3 separate regions of the Sus scrofa genome follow, and all the other regions are linked to region 1. The links are chromatin contacts, called in public Hi-C and HiChIP or PLAC-seq maps. All regions are on one chromosome and are shown on one strand. Each heading gives the region's core, a stretch centred on a gene start, on an enhancer-like site or on the middle of the called end of the contact. The rest is flanking DNA. Distances are from core to core; before and after follow the strand shown.

Region 1 (3,130 bases), core at 556-3,055:
AGCCATAGCAATGCCAGATCCGAGCCTACACCACAGATCTGCCACCTATACCACAGCTCAGGGCAACGCCAGATCCTTAGCCCATTGGGCAAGGCCAGTGATAGAACCCGCATCCTCATGGATTCTAGTTGGGTTTGTCACCGCTGAGCCACAAAGGGAACTCCAGAGCTGCTTACATTTTAAAGTCAAAGAGAAAAAAACATACTTTAGTCCAAGAAGAATGAAATGAATCCCTTACTAGCAGGAATCATGGAAGATGTGGGGGAAGCCAGAGGAGAGGGACCCTGAGACCACCGACCTTCCTTTAGGCCTTCTGGACCACAGCCCCTCTCCTCACAGGTGCATGGAAAGTTCTGACTCTTTGCACATGAGAACCTAAGCTAAGGTCGTAAGGGGATGCTGAGAGCCATGTCTTTTTTTTTTTTTTTGGTCTTTTTGCCTGTTCTAGGGCCTCAGTCACGGCAAATGGAGGTTCCCAGGCTAGGGGTCAATTGCAGCTGTAGCTGCCAGCCGACGCCAGAGCCACAGCAATGTGGGATCCAAGCCGCATCTGCAACCTACACCACAGCTCACAGCAATGCCAGATCCTTAACCCACTGAGCAAGGCTAGGGATTGAACCCGCAGCCTCATGGTTCCTAGTTGGATTCATTAACCACTGTGCCACGGCGGGAACTCCATGAGAGCCATGTCTTCATGTGCTGGCCTGGGTGAGGTGAGGGAGGTGGAAAGTAACTCCGAATATCCTGACTTGTGCTGCCCACATCTTTTGCCCTCTGTGAATACCTTGCTTTGTGGTTTTATTCCAGTGGGGCCGAACTGAGCCCTACTTCCCATTATACCCGAATGTTCTGACAAAACGGGCATGTCCATGTAATGCTACCTAACACAGCGCCATTCAAAAACAAGTGACTTCTGAGATATTTTCTTTTAAAATATAATTTATTTGTATTTGGGTATAGCTGATTTACAGGGTTGAGTCAATTTCTGCTGTACAGCACGGTGACCCAGTCATACACATATATACCTTCTTGTTCTTATGTTAGCTTCCATCATGGTCTATCCCAAGAGATTGGAGAGAGCTCCCTGTGCAGTACAGCAGGACCTCATTGCTTATCCAGTCTAAATGTCATAGTTGGAGTACCTGCTGTGGCTCCGAGGTAATGCATCTGACTAGTACCCATGAGGATGCAGGTTCGATCCCCGGCCTCTGGGGATTCTGGACACTACTCTTTTTCTTTAAGAGGACACAGCTCCATAGACAGGGGCCCTTGGGGGCGGGGTGGGGTGGGGGGAGCTTTCTCTCTCCATCTGTTTCCCCTCCCTCCCTCCCTCCTCCACGTCTCCACTCCATTCGGCTACATTCAACCACTACAGGTCCAGCAGCTAGGAGAGGATGTGCCAGGGACATGGTGAGGCTTTGATGTATGGGTTCCACGCCATGCTTCTAGAATGGCAAAGGAAAAAATATGTGCTCAGGCTCTTCCCCAACACATGCTAAGTTACCCATACTTCCTAGCAGGAAGCCCAGGCCGATGCCGTGGTTTAAAACTCAGGAAGGACATCTGTGATGAGAGAGCTCACAAGAGCAGATGTGTTTTTTTGTTTTGTTTTGTTTTTTTCTTTTTCTTTTTTGAGTTGCTGGGAGACTCAGTTGATTATGTGGGAAAAAACCTCAGCACACATTTGTCTATGCAGAAATAGTAATACTCATGATTTAATTCATGACAGTGAGTCTATACCGTGCTCTGCCACCCGAATACATAGTGGAGCTTGACGTTTTCTTGAGATTCCTTGCCTCTTCTCAGGCCCTCCGTTCACCTCACGCGTAGTCCGGGAACAGTCAGGGTGACAGCTGAGAAGCTGAATCATGAGACAAGTGTCAAAATCCCCCTCGTTTCATTTTTTTTTTTTCTTGATGGTAAAGAAATCAAAGAGGGCACTAACTGTCTTCTGTTTCCTCCTAAATGTCAGGTCAGGGTCCAAGTGACTTATTTTTAAACAGTGCGCACTGCTGAGCTGTCTCCAGAGAATGAGAGTTTTCACTGGAATTCTCAGGAGCGGGGCTGCGGGCAGCTGGAGGCACAGAGGAAAACTTGGTGTCCTTGGCAGCTGAGCCACCTTACCAATTTAGATTTTGGAGCCTGTGGAGCAATTAGCAGATCCCCATGCCATGTGCAGGCATCGATTGACTGGCTTGGCCACCTGCTGCTAGGGGTTGGCTTTATTTAACAAGTGGCCGATGAAAGGAGAAGGTCAGGTAGCAGGGAAGTCCATTACTTACGGAGTGTCTCCAGCACGCCAGCCCTGCAGCTTAACTTTGGGTGAGCTCTGCACCAAGGCTTAGTGTAATTACAGCATTTAGAGCAACACGGGCGCTCTGAACTTGCTCATTGTCATCGGAGAAACACAGGCTCAAGAAATACCCTGTCCAAGGCTATATGGCTAAGAAGTAAGAACGTTAGGCTGAGTGCCCTAGTCTGCATTTTTTCTACTCTGCCAAATTGCCACTGTAACTAAGATGAATAGTATGTCCTTTGTGGGGTTCCAAATTCATGGAAGTTCTTTTCTTATTCTTCAAACTTGGCAGACCTGATGGAGACAGGACACACTTGTATCAGAACATTTATAGACACGAGACAAAGTTGCCAAGAAGCAGAGTATAAGCACACAAGTACTGGCAAAAGAGACATGGAGAAGCGCATTAATAAAAACTCCTGGAAACCTAGGATGATACACTCTTGGGGTCTTGGGGACTAAAGGTGATGGGGTCACACACACTAGGTGTAAATTCCATGAGGGCAGGGACTTAGCTTTACTCACTGTGGTAAATGCTTCCAGATACATAGCAGATGTTCAAAAGCTAATTATGAAATGAATGAAGGGATGAGTGTCATATGGATATATGGAGACCTCCTGGCTTATTCTCCAGTCGCCTCCATAGCGTTTCATTTGCATGAGTACCACTTACTACCGTGTCCTAAACTAGTGCTCAGCCTTTCCGTGGTTGTGGTCCATCCATTTTGAAAGACTAGACTATTTGGCTGCACAATTGCGGGGATTAAATGTTTTAATGCCACATCTAATAAGCTAATAATAATTAATACACAACTATTATTATAGGATAATAAA
Region 2 (3,081 bases), core at 304-2,803, 290 kb after region 1:
TGTAGGTTGCAGATGCGGCTCGGATCCCGCGTTGCTGTGGGTCTGGTGTAGGCCGGCGGCTATAGCTCCGATGAGACCCCTAGCCTGGGAACCTCCATGTGCTTTGGGAAGCGCCCCCCCCCCCAAAAAAAATGAATTCACTATAGGACCCTTATGGTTTTTTATTTATCTATGTCTGAATATTAAAAGGGAAACGTATGCATGTTTGTTACTTTCTTCCTGTAACATGACCTCTGGGATGGCCACTTTGGGCTCACATGTGAAATATATGAATCAGCAGAGGACCCGCTCATTCAAAGACTTTCCAAAACCCACCCACGACTTCCTTTTTCTGTCGAGAACTGGGTCATCACCCAACGATTCAACCAGCCAGCACACCTTCCCCCTCTTAAAACAGTATTTCTGCAGGTTAGCGTCTCCCGGAGTGAACCAGTTGCCCCACAGCCAAGTTCTATTGCCGATCATCGTCTTACTTTCGCTGGGACTATTTTAGGGGTTGCTTAAACCCACAGTGTGGGTTCTAGAGCCTAGGGCAGAACTGACGTCTCGTCAGGAGTTGGCTGCCGGGTATCACTTTACCCAGCAATAATCCATCTCCCAAGCTGCTGCCTGCCTCTGGGGTGGATCCACTCCAACTCAAATAAAGGGAGTCAGCAGGCTGGCCTGAATCCCTAACGTAGTGTGCTTGCTGGTGACTAAGACATCTCCATGTATCACAGGGGATCCAGAGGTCCTGGGAGGTCAAGTGTTTCACAGGTCTGCCTGCCGTGCAGGCAAGAAAACTTCGGAGCTGATGGTCTCTGCCTCCAAGTCTTCCATGTGGCGTTTGCTGTCTCCAAGTCTTGGGTTCCGTTCATCGAATTTTGAGCAAGCTGTTTAGTGGAACTGCCTTTGCTGTGGCTGGGGACTGGGCAGCTGAGCAGCGAGTGGCCAAAGGGAAAGGCAAGAGGTCAGAATAATGACGGTAAAGAATCACAAAAAGAAACCCCACTCAGTGGGATAATTAGGTCTCTGAATTGTGTCTAAATGAGTTATAAATTATGCTAAAAGGATAAAATTGAAGGAGACACAAATGAGTCCTCATACCCAATTTGCTGTAGTGAATCTATTGCTTATCAAGTAGAAGAAGCCTTTAAGACAGAAGCAGAAGGTGTAAGTCAAGATTCAGTGCAGGAGTTCCCGTCGTGGCGCAGTGGATAACGAATCCGACTAGGAACCATGAGGTTGCGGGTTCCATCCCTGACCTTGCTCAGTGGGTTAAGGATCTGGCGTTGCTGTGAGCTGTGGTGTAGGTCGCAGACTCAGCTCGGATTCTGCATTGCTGTGGCTCTGGCGTAGGCCGGTGCCTACAGCTCTGATGAGACCCCTAGCCTGGGAACCTCCATGTGCCGCAGGAGCAGCCCCAGAAATGGCAAAAAGACCAAAAAAAAAAAAAAAGATTAAGTGCAGCTTCAATCAAACATGCCTCAGATGCTCCGGCTTGCCCGTCTCTACCTCAGTCGTCACCTTCTAAACTGCATCCCAGGTACACTGCAACCCACCCCCCACACCACCAACCGCAACCACAGAGACCTGTCTGGCCTGGGAATTCCACTCAGTTCAGGCCTGACTTCCGTCAATTATCCCAGATGCTAAACTAATTGGCTGGATGCACAGATGAAAGAATCTAAGTCTAGAGAGGCAGGAAAAGTACCCTCCTGTGACCAAAGCCATTAAACCTCAATTAGGACATAGACAGAGAAGGCGAGGATGAGTCGGGGGTAATTACCAGGCCTGGTCTGGCAGCTCAGTTCCTGCAGCCCAGGCCAGAGCAGAGGATTTGGAAATCCGACCCCAGACAGCTGCAGACGGTGTGGGCTGATCAGCTGATGGCATCCTGCCAGCCTCTCCTCCCTGCCACCGGCAGGGCAGCTCCTTCGCTGTGTGCCCCTTACAGCTTCTCATTGCTTACTGAGCTGACTCCACCCATTTCAGAGACAGTCAAGCACACAGAGAGCCACCCAGCAGCAAAGAGCTACAGAGCCCAGCCTGGGAGACCACCACTGACTGGGGCGGGGATGCTGCTCCTTGTTGGCATCAGAAGCATCTCTAGAAAACCCCTTCTTCATGCTTCAGGTGAATGGGAATCTAACCAAAGGCCGCATTGCCCTCAGCCTAGGTCCTTGGAAACATTTGATGACCAGCCGGTCCAGGCTATTGGTTAAAGGCTTTCTTGAGCTTGGAGGGATCCCTGCCTTCCACACTGAAAGCACATGAAAGACCAGAAGGGAAAGACCTTTCATGGTCTTATGAGCTTCCTGCTGTGACCCCCAGATTCACATACTGAGGTCCCAACCCCCAGCGCACGAGAATGTAACTGTATTTGGAGGTAAGATTGGAAGAGGTGAGTTAGAATGAGGCCATTAAGGTGGGGTCCTGATCCAATGTGACAGATGTCCTTATGAGAAGAAGGACTGGGACACAGACTGAGAAGTCCTAGTGATGCCCAAGGACAGAGGGGGGGGGGCACGTGAAAGTCATCCAGAGACAGACCATCTTCCAGCCAAGGAGAGAGGCTCAGGTGAAACCAAACCTGCTAGCACATCGATCTTAAGTTTCCTCTCGTTCCTTCTCGTCTAAACCACCAGCCTCTGTATTTTGTTAGGGCCCCCAGACTAACACACACGGGTTCATGAATTCATTCAACAGCTATCTGCTGAACATTTACTCTGTGGCAGACATTGTGTAGTTGCTGGCAATACAGAGCTGAAAGTGATGAATTGGGTCCCAGCTGTCACAGAGCTTGTGTTTCTATGAGGGGAGTGACTAGAAAGGTAAGTGAATGAACAAGTTAATTTTAAAGAGATGTAAGTGTGACGAAAGAGCCAGAGCAGGAGCACGGAACAGGGTGGGGGGGGGCTTTAAATAGGGCACTCAGGAGTGCCCGTCGTGGCGCAGCAGAAACGAATCTGACTAGGAACCATGAGGTTGTGGGTTCGATCTCTGGCCTCACTCAGTGGGTTGAGGATCCGGTGTTGCTGTGAGCTGTGGTGTAAGTTGCAGACACGGTTCGGATCCCGCGTTGCTGTAGCCCTGGCGTAG
Region 3 (3,205 bases), core at 561-3,060, 410 kb after region 1:
CTGTAATATGACTCAGTAGTTCACATATTTGAATAACAATGCTCTCTAAACATAGCAACTGAATAATAAAAGAGTATTATGTGACCCAAACACAGAAATCTGTTTTATATACCACAAATATCGGCAGCATTAAAGATTTCCACTTTATTCTATAGGTCTGGAAGTGTATTTCAGAAGTAAATTGCACAGTTCCATTCACTGTATTCACTGGTATAGTCATTATTTGAGTGAATTGTTTCTTTTTTTTTCTTTTTCTTAGGGCCGCACTCAAGGCATTTGGAAGTTTCTGGCTAGAGATTAAATCAGAGATGCAGTTGCCAGCCTACACCACAGCCACAGCAACACTGGAGCAGAGCCACACCTATGACCCACGCTTCAATGTGCAGCAACACCAGATCTTTAACCCAGGGAGCAAGGCCAGGGATCGAACCTGCATCCTCATGGATACTAGTCAGGTTCTTAACCCACTGAGCCACAACAGGAACTCCAGAGTGGACTGTTATTTTATCCTCAGCATGAAGTTCACAGTAGGCAGTAAATAAACATTGGTCATATTAGTAACAAATGGCATAGGTAATTGTGTTATTAAACACAAAAGTTGGAAGGAAACAGAGCTGTAATCAATATATCTAAAAATATTTGAGGGTCTAGAAATGACAGACCACCAGCATTGGTGAGGGCTGAGGGCTTGTTTTGCTCCTGTTCCAAATACCTTTATGTGTCTAGTCACTTGAGAAACTAATTTGAATGTCCCAAAGATATCAAAAATAATAAAACCAAGCAAAAATGAACAGCAATGACAGAAAAGGAAGTTTTGGATTCAGCACTGTGCTTTGATATACAGTATGTTTATCTCCGTTCCCTCCCAACACCCCACTGAAGCGGCTATATTAAGATAGCACAGTTCTTTCCCATAAAGTACCTCTCCTGGACTAGCTGACTGTTTTACTCTCATGGATGTGTAATTTCACTAAAGCAGAGACAAGGACATCTAGGGCTCTCAGAAACATCCGTGTTTTGTCCAGCAAGAGTGAAGAGGGAGGATTTCTGATGGTAATTATCTTCTGTGTAACAGACTAACTAAGTACCTAAAGAGATAGCCATGAACCTGCTCAATCAGGGGACAGCAAGAGCAGTACTTCCTCCCGAGCATGGACTCGTGGGCATCATGTATGCCTTCCCAACCCCACTAGAGTTACCAGATCAGGTAACTAGGTAGTTATCGCTCTCAATTCTGGGCAGAAAGAAATAAAATCTCATTTTTACACTTCAAAAGAGAGATATTTTTCAACCATCTCAGAGCCAAGGGTTGAAATTGAAATGCTGCTAAGGCAGAAACTGAACCATCACGCCCCACTCCAGAATAGGAAGCCAGCTGAGAAGAGAATTTGTCTATTTTTACAAAAGAAAGATTTCTGGGAGCATAAACCTGTTTGCACACTAAGAACATTGAATTTTACAAACACCAGACGAGGTTTTGGAAGAGGACAAGTCTTTTTTTTTTTTTTTTTTTTTTTTTCACCATTTTCCAAATCATTGGCCACTGAACTGCCTTAATTTGTTCTCCCAGACATCAGAAGATAAACACAAGGAGAGAATGATTACTCCTACTTAGATGAGGGACTGAAAATTATTCCTTTGGCTCTGAGACTTCATTTTATATGTGCACATTTATACCCACTTGCAGCAACATCTAGAAAATTGCTTTAGTTTTAAAAACAATCTGGCAGTCAAGTGGTGCCTCACCCCAGCAAGACTGCTCGTGTGAAGACAGACACCTGGTGGTGAATGTGTAGAACTGCAGGCCAGGACAGAATTCTTTGAGGACGGCTCCCCCTCCACCTCCCACCCCCATTTCCCCTCCTCTTTCTGGGTACAGACTGCTGTTGACCGTGGACATACTGCAGCTGTAGGAAAGTGAGTCTCAAGTTCAAGTCAAGAGATTTCCAGAACAGTTACATCAGCTCCATGAAAGCTCCGGGTCACAAGTTCTCTAAATTATTTAGAAAGCTGAGCAACGGAGCATGCTAACCATTTTTAAAAGCTACTAAAATCGCTCAACCAAGAAGCTGAACAGGAGCCTCAGTGTTTGAGAGTAAAGTTTAATCTCCACCTAAAAAGTTCTGGACTTCCTCTGTCAGGATAATGAGCTTCTGTTTTCTTTGGGGGAATAAAAACGAAGTGTCGATTCCTTTGGCACCACAAAAAAACACACACAAAAAAACAAGCATGTCGAGCTTCTAAATATGGCCCTGCCCCTGAGCTGATCCTGCCTCCATCCAAGTGTTTTTCTCCAAATCGAATCCCCCCAAGAGAAAAACACGTAACTGAAAGACACGGAAAGCCAATCCCTCTTTCTGGTTGCTCCTAGCTCCTAGTTTTGTTCTCTTTAATTTTTAAGTCTGGAGATAAGCTTCTAGAAGCCTACTGAGAGTAGTCCCTGAATTTCCTCGGCATGTACTTGATTTCAGACAGAGGATGGGATCAAATCATGGGCCCTCATTGTCATCTTTGTAGGAGGAAGGGAGGAGGAAAGACGCAGTGCGTCTTCAGGTTGGACCAGGGAGTCTGTTACGTGACACAGGGAAGGGCTGGGGGGGTCTCTGATTTCTCCTGCATCTGCTGATTTCTCAGCTGACTTCCTCAGAGAAAATCCCAGGCACTGCTGCTCCTGAAATGACAAGCTGTGTGGTCAGGATGGCCTTGGTCCAACTTTATCAGGCTTTTGCTGTGTGCCAGGCAGTTTCAAGTCGCATCACACGTGTTTCAGGGGGGCCCTCATGGACACACAGCATCCCGCCCTGGGTCCACCATCCTGTTTCTAAATCACACACACGTACCCGTACACGCCGTAACTCGGAAATAAAGGCCTTCTCTGATAGTCAGAGGCCGACTGCTCCATTTTCCCTTTTTTGGCCGCCCCAGGCCAGGTATCGGAGCTGAGCTGCAGCTGCCACCTCCACCACCACCGCTGCAGCCACACCAGCTCCTAGCCCACTGTGCGGGGCTGGGGATCGAACCTGCATCTCAGTGCTCCTAAGACACCACCGATCCTTTTGCCCCATGGCAGGAGTTCCATTTTTTATTTACTACCACAAAGAAGATGGGAAAAGGTGTCATAAATCCTCCTGTGTTACAAGAGAAGACGCATCACTCCGGGGGAATGAAGCTCTGTGGGCGATGTCCCCACCTCCCACCCTCAGGC

Evidence for each region. Hi-C and Micro-C count contacts between places; a contact is called where the count stands out from the background. HiChIP or PLAC-seq counts read pairs in DNA pulled down with a chosen protein or histone mark.
Region 2: a contact with region 1 is called in a Hi-C map of skeletal muscle, with 6 times the contacts expected there. The contact joins two enhancer-like sites. A contact is called at or near these places in 1 of 47 Hi-C or Micro-C datasets (skeletal muscle) and 1 of 2 datasets of contacts at active chromatin or transcription factors (skeletal muscle).
Region 3: a contact with region 1 is called in an H3K27ac HiChIP or PLAC-seq map of skeletal muscle, with 5 times the contacts expected there. The contact joins two enhancer-like sites. A contact is called at or near these places in 1 of 47 Hi-C or Micro-C datasets (fetal skeletal muscle) and 1 of 2 datasets of contacts at active chromatin or transcription factors (skeletal muscle).

The regions. Positions count from the first base shown.
Region 1 is chr10:10,304,611-10,307,740 of Sscrofa11.1, forward strand. No RefSeq gene overlaps it. Among named protein-coding and RNA genes, the nearest start is that of HLX, 43 kb to the left of the region's middle. Within about 2 kb of position 1,806, at least 1 of the 83 cell types and tissues checked has an H3K27ac peak or open chromatin away from gene starts, as enhancers often do. A contact at or near this core is called in skeletal muscle, where this site is marked.
Region 2 is chr10:10,598,993-10,602,073 of Sscrofa11.1, forward strand. It overlaps LOC110255632 (a long non-coding RNA gene), which reads right to left. Exons shown (of 2, transcript XR_002336202.1): 2 at 144-915. Among named protein-coding and RNA genes, the nearest start is that of DUSP10, 310 kb to the right of the region's middle. Within about 2 kb of position 1,554, at least 2 of the 83 cell types and tissues checked have an H3K27ac peak or open chromatin away from gene starts, as enhancers often do. A contact at or near this core is called in skeletal muscle, where this site is marked.
Region 3 is chr10:10,714,296-10,717,500 of Sscrofa11.1, forward strand. All of the region lies in intron 1 of LOC110255633 (a long non-coding RNA gene), which reads left to right. Among named protein-coding and RNA genes, the nearest start is that of DUSP10, 190 kb to the right of the region's middle. Within about 2 kb of position 1,811, at least 24 of the 83 cell types and tissues checked have an H3K27ac peak or open chromatin away from gene starts, as enhancers often do. A contact at or near this core is called in skeletal muscle, where this site is marked.